Regions from separate parts of the Muntiacus reevesi genome. Here region 1 is linked to region 2. A link is a contact called in public Hi-C data. All regions are on one chromosome and are shown on one strand. The core of a region is the stretch at or near the end of the contact, and the rest is flanking DNA. Distances in the headings are between cores, read along the strand shown.

The links. Hi-C and Micro-C count contacts between places; a contact is called where the count stands out from the background.
Region 1: a contact with region 2 is called in a Hi-C map of blood, with 2.7 times the contacts expected there. The contact joins the promoter of C2H1orf131 here to the promoter of TSNAX in region 2. A contact is called at or near these places in 2 of 3 Hi-C or Micro-C datasets (blood and muscle).

The regions. Positions count from the first base shown.
Region 1 is chr2:89,778,513-89,781,212 of mMunRee1.1, reverse strand. It overlaps C2H1orf131 (chromosome 2 C1orf131 homolog), which reads right to left and starts at 1,387. Exons shown (of 7, transcript XM_065922315.1): 1 at 1,235-1,387. The coding sequence starts at 1,322. GNPAT (glyceronephosphate O-acyltransferase) reads left to right here and starts at 1,441. Exons shown (of 16, transcript XM_065922314.1): 1 at 1,441-1,671. The coding sequence starts at 1,594.
Region 2 is chr2:89,511,004-89,513,703 of mMunRee1.1, reverse strand. TSNAX (translin associated factor X) reads left to right here and starts at 1,369. Exons shown (of 6, transcript XM_065922310.1): 1 at 1,369-1,524; 2 at 1,963-2,067. The coding sequence starts at 1,509.

The DNA of each region.
Region 1 (2,700 bases), core at 138-2,637, 270 kb before region 2:
TCAACTATATTTCAATAAAATATACACATTAAAAAAAGAGCCGACTAAACTTTGGCATTAGGGATATAAAAACAAGTAGATACAGCCCGTGTCTTCAGAGCTCCAAGTAAGTTCCGGCCTGTGTTAACACAAACTATATTTAAGATTTTGCAGAAAAGTCTTCTCCTCTAGGACTTCTCAAGGTCAGAGACTAAGTCTTCTCTGTCTTCCAACATTTCCAAAGGCCCAGAGATACTCTGTCCACAGTACAAGTCAATACAAGTGCAGGAGTTGGAAACACAGTGTGGGGCTTAGAATCCAAGCTCTTCAAGTTACTAGCTGGGTGAACTTCCAAGTTTTTTAACCTCTAGTGCTTATTTCTACAATAATGCTATTTGTCTTGTAATAACAGTATTAAGGACAGTATCTATTTCATAGAATTGTTGTGATAATGAAATGAGCATATACATGTAAAGTACGGAGTGTATGGTAAAATCGCAATGCTTTTTTAGCTATTATTTTTTATTCTAAGCTATGTAATGAGCTTAGAATTTTGAGCAACTGGCTCCAAAATAAAACAGCAACATCATACTACAAATTTAAGAAATGTGTTTGACCTATAAGGCACTAATGCCTGATGATTTCCGGTGCATGAAGGAGTGTCATCTTCCCTGGGGTAAGTTCTTCAGAGTGTGTAGAACTGGATCCTTGCTTAAGTGCCAGGAGTTCCCAACCTTTAATGGTAAGTTTCCTTTTCCGCAATCAAGATGAAGGCAAGCATAAGTCAGCCAACTTAAGGCTGAAAGGTCGTGAAAAGTTTCATGTGAAACCATTCTCTGAAGTCACCAAAAGAGGTCCCAACGCGACAAGGTGTCACCAATGCCCGAGGGTCAGGCGGATCTGGGGGGTGCGTGGGAGAAAGGGGCTTCCCAGAGGTCGGGAGTGAGAAAGGATGCCATTTCCAGAGCCTGAGGTCCTGTGCACATCTCCTCGTTAAGTCTGAAAGCGTTAATGCTTTCGACAAGCAAGCCGGTTGGCCCCCACACTCAGGAACGAGTTGGGACATCTGATTCTTAGAAAGGCTCACAGACCCCGGTCGTAGGCGAGGGGAGGGTGCAGGACCCATTATCTGAACCTGGTTGGAGGAGCCAAGGAGTGCTCGAGGAGCAAGAATCTTTAGCCTGAAAGCTGAGGCCAGCCAGGTCCGGGGTCCTTAAGTTGGCTCTCCACGTGGGCTCCGAGGCCCGGCACTCACCAAAGTCGTAGAGGTTCTGGAGCAAAGTGTCCAGAAGGGCCTGAGAACCGGGAGGCGCGGAAGTCGCCAACCGGGGCTCCTGAGCCATCGTGAGGCCAGCGGGCCGCGGCGGGACAGCACAGATCTCGCGGGCCTCCCCGTTCGCTTCCGGTTTCTGACGGGTTGCGCGCGCCTTGAGTCCCCGCGCGGCTTCCGTCCTGGTTAAGATGGCGGCGCCCGAGGTCCTGTGGAGTGGCCTTAGAGGGTGCTGCCGCCCTAGGCGAGGTCGAGCCGCCCCGCGCGGAAGAACCGCCCACAGCAGCAGCACCACCACTGCTTAGCCAAGAATCCCAGGCCACACCCGGGACAGCAGCCGCAGCATGGATCCTTCCAGTTCATCCAAGTCTTGTTTCTCCGTCGGCTCCACGGGTCCCGGGGCTGTCGTGCTCCTCTACGCGGTATGCGCCCAGGGGAGCGAGGCCGGGGCGGGGCTGCGAGAGGACCCGCTTCTCTCGGTCCCGGGTTCCTCCGGGCTGCGACCCGAGGTGCAAAGGAGTGGGTCCGAGATCCCCAGAGGAGGGATGAGGTGATTGATTTGGTTTCCAGGGCGACGGTGTATCTCTGTGTGTGTGAGCGTCGGTATGCTTTTAGAAGTTTGTGTTGGTGATGGTTCCTCTGGTTCCTGCCCGCTCGTTCCTTCCCTTTCACTCCACCAGGCATGGGGCCTTCAGGAAGCCGCTGACACCGGAACGAGGGAGGAAAGTTGGGAATCTCCGTCTCTAGCGAGGGCGAATCGAACTACCTTTTGGTTGGTTCCTCGAACCGGGGAAACCTGCGGGTCTGACCCAGCCTGAGATAGCCTGTGGTTCCCCACCCCGCTCTTCCGCAGGTGTGATATTCCCGGGAGAAAAAGTGTTTGGCTTGTATGTGTGCATCGAGTTTCTAAGACTTTTAATCTAAGAAGATTTGGAGCTTCTGGAAATTTTTATTGTGTTTCTCTGTCTCTGTCCATCATTGTACTTTTCCCACAAGTCATTCTGAAAGACAGCTAATGGCACCTGGCCTCCCTACAGTTGGCCTTTTCACCGCCTAAACCCCTTCTGATTTTAACTGGTCCTTTTTGACAACGGAATGTTAGTCACTCACAGATTCATGAAGATATTTTGAGGCAGAAATTTGTAGCTCTCAGTATTGCACAACCGTGGGGCAATTGACTTAAAAAAAAAATTAATTTTTATTTACCATAGGAAGAAATAAAAGTGCATATTTTAAAGTCATGTTATCAATGTTCTGGCTTAAATCTAAGGTTAATTTATGTAGGAACGTGGTAACGGGGAAAGCATGAAAGAGCAAAGTAAGCCAGAAACTCAGTTTCAGAAAAGAATGTACATATGATAAAGAATCCACCTGCAATGCAGGCGACCCGAGTTGGATCCCTGGGTCTGGAAGATCCCCTGGGGACAGGAATGACAACCTTCTGCAGTGTT
Region 2 (2,700 bases), core at 120-2,619:
CCACTGGATAAGGGTCAGTAGGATCAGACTTCACACAAACTCGGAATTTTACGACCAACATCATCAGCAAAGCAGCTCAGTACATCAGCAAAGCAGTTCAGTCGAGGTCTTCAGGAGCCTACTTTATCCACAAGGAATCTGGCTAATTGATACATGTATTCAAAGCTGCAGAGACGTAATGGGTGGTGTTTCCCAAGCTTCTTGCTCCAGAGCTGAAGAGACCCTAGAGATTAGCTAGAACAGAAAACCTTCCTATGACACAGGTCTGTCAGGCGCTAGAAATCACTGCCAAGTTATTTCATTTCAATCACTGCTCCTTTGTTACTAAGTAAACAAGGAGGAAAGACTGTGTATATAGAGTGCCCACAATAAAGAGGTTATTTAGGGAAAACGTACTAATATAGTACTTGTGTTTTCCCAACCCGCCCCAGGCCGTCCAACTAACCAAGCCTCAGCCTGAGCTCTACCCTAAGGATGCTGGAGCGCATGTTCCTTTTGGAAAGTGACGGTGGGAAGAAGGGTATCAAAGCTAATCTTTAACTGAGACTTTACTATCTGAAAGACTCTTCTGCGCTTCTTAGTGGTAACTCATTTAATGGTCAAATAATCCTACGAGACGGGTCCAAATTTACCCCTATTTTACAGATGAAGAAATTGAGCTAGAGATGAATTACTTCCTTAAGGTTACACAGTCACTCAGCGACGGAGACCACCGCGAAAGCAGGCATTCCGGAGAGGAGCACAACGGCGGGCACAGGAAGAGGGAGGGAGAGGGGGAGAGGGAGGGGCGGGAGGAGGACACACAGGGGAGAAAGAACCAGCAACGTCTTGCACTGATTGATATGCATATTTTCATCGCTTTAGCTGCTGGCGTCACTGCCAGGAACGGAAAAGACTCCTATCTCGGTAAGGTTCAGCCTCGATCACAAGAAAACCGTCGCAGAGGAGACGCGGGGATGCTCCCTTTCTCACCCGCAGGTTCCCCGGCGCCGCAGAGCCGCCTCTAGCGGCGAACTACAATCCCCACTATGCACCGCGCGGGGGCCAGGGGCCCATGCGGGGGCGCACGCGAGGGTGTTCCAAAGGCGCCTTGAGAAAAAGAAAAAAAAAAAAAATCATACATCTTTCGTCGCTTTCCAGCCTTCACACTGCTCTCACTCTCAGAGGGATGCAGTCGTCTTTTTTTCTGAACAGCTAATACGGAAAAGTGTGTAAAGTCGCTTCTGTCTTCAGGCGCAGCAGAGGGCAGCTGCGACAACAGCGCCCGGGCGCGAGGTCCTCGGGCCAAGCGCAGGGCAGAGGCAGCGGAGGCGGGGCGGGGACGCGGCCGGAAGTGTGCGCGGGCGAAGAGGGAAGCCTGAGTGGTTGCTGGCGCGCGCTTCCGGCTAGTGCGTTGACGTCGGCCGGCTGTACCGGGCGCTGCTGAGGGCTTTCGGCCGCCGCCGCGCGTTACCCTGCTCGCCCCGAGGCGCTTAGTCTTCTCTCTTCTCGCCGTAGGCCGTGAAGACATGAGCAGCAAAGAAGGTGGCATCCTCAATAGCTTTGGGCGTGATTTATTTATTTAATCCAGACTTTTGGTCGCATTTTCCACTTCCCACCGTTGAAAGATGCTTTCTCCCCTCGCAGACTCGGGGGGCGGCGGCCCTGGTGATTTCCCCGGCCACATTGGTCCTACTTACCTCTTTTCCTTAATCCTCGAGCCATTTTTATCTTAGTTCGGTAATTGCCCCGTGTTGTTCCAGATCAGGGAACCCATTGTGGGAGGTTTGGATGAGCTTAACGTTTGGGAGGTGGTCGGGGAAGGTAGGGCTGCATTTCTGTTCGTTTGCTGAGAAAGTCTCTGCGATGACGGCCCAGGGGAGGTCTGGTTTTAAGGAAGAAAGGGGTTTACCTCTAATAGGTGTTGTCAAGTCCTGGCGATGGGAGAGCCCTGTCCAACCTTTTTTTCCTTCTCTATGTAAGGATCAGGAGGGTTCAGGAAAAGGAAGCATGACAATTTCCCACATAACCAGAGAAGAGAAGGGAAGGATGTTAATTCATCTTCACCTGTGATGTTGGCCTTCAAATGTAAGTTCTCTATCATGTAAACGGGTGAAGGGAAGAGAACTAAAGAGGTTGTAAAAAGGATCACGTATCTATGTTATGCTTCAGTCTCTTGAGACTTTTCCTGGAGGTTTTGCAGTGGTGCTCGGTCTGCTATGAAAATTGAGATTACAGAAGTCTTGACTTTTTTTTCCCTTTTAAGTTTCACAGGTAAACATTAATTAACATCAGACCTGCCACATGACTGAAAATTCCTGTACGCCTGATACACAAACATACATCTCAGCAGTATACATACGGATATTTGGTTATTTAATTTTTAACGTGTATTGGTTTTGTTTTCTCCACTAGGCTTTTGGAGACTTTTTGTTTTTTTAAAGATTTTTTTGATGTGGAACATTTTTAAAGTTTTTATTGGATTTGTTATAATAACTACTTCTATTTTATGTTTTGATTTTTTGGCCGTGAGGCATGTGGGACTCCCGACCAGGCATCAACCTCACACCCTCTTCATTGGGTGGTGAAGTCTCAACTACTGAATCAGGAGGGAAATGCTGTATTTTTGTTTTCACTATACCTCTTTGCAGAGAGTGGGCGCTCAACTGCATGTAAATTATACGTGAATATTTATTCCCCAATTCTCTTTTCTCAGTGTAT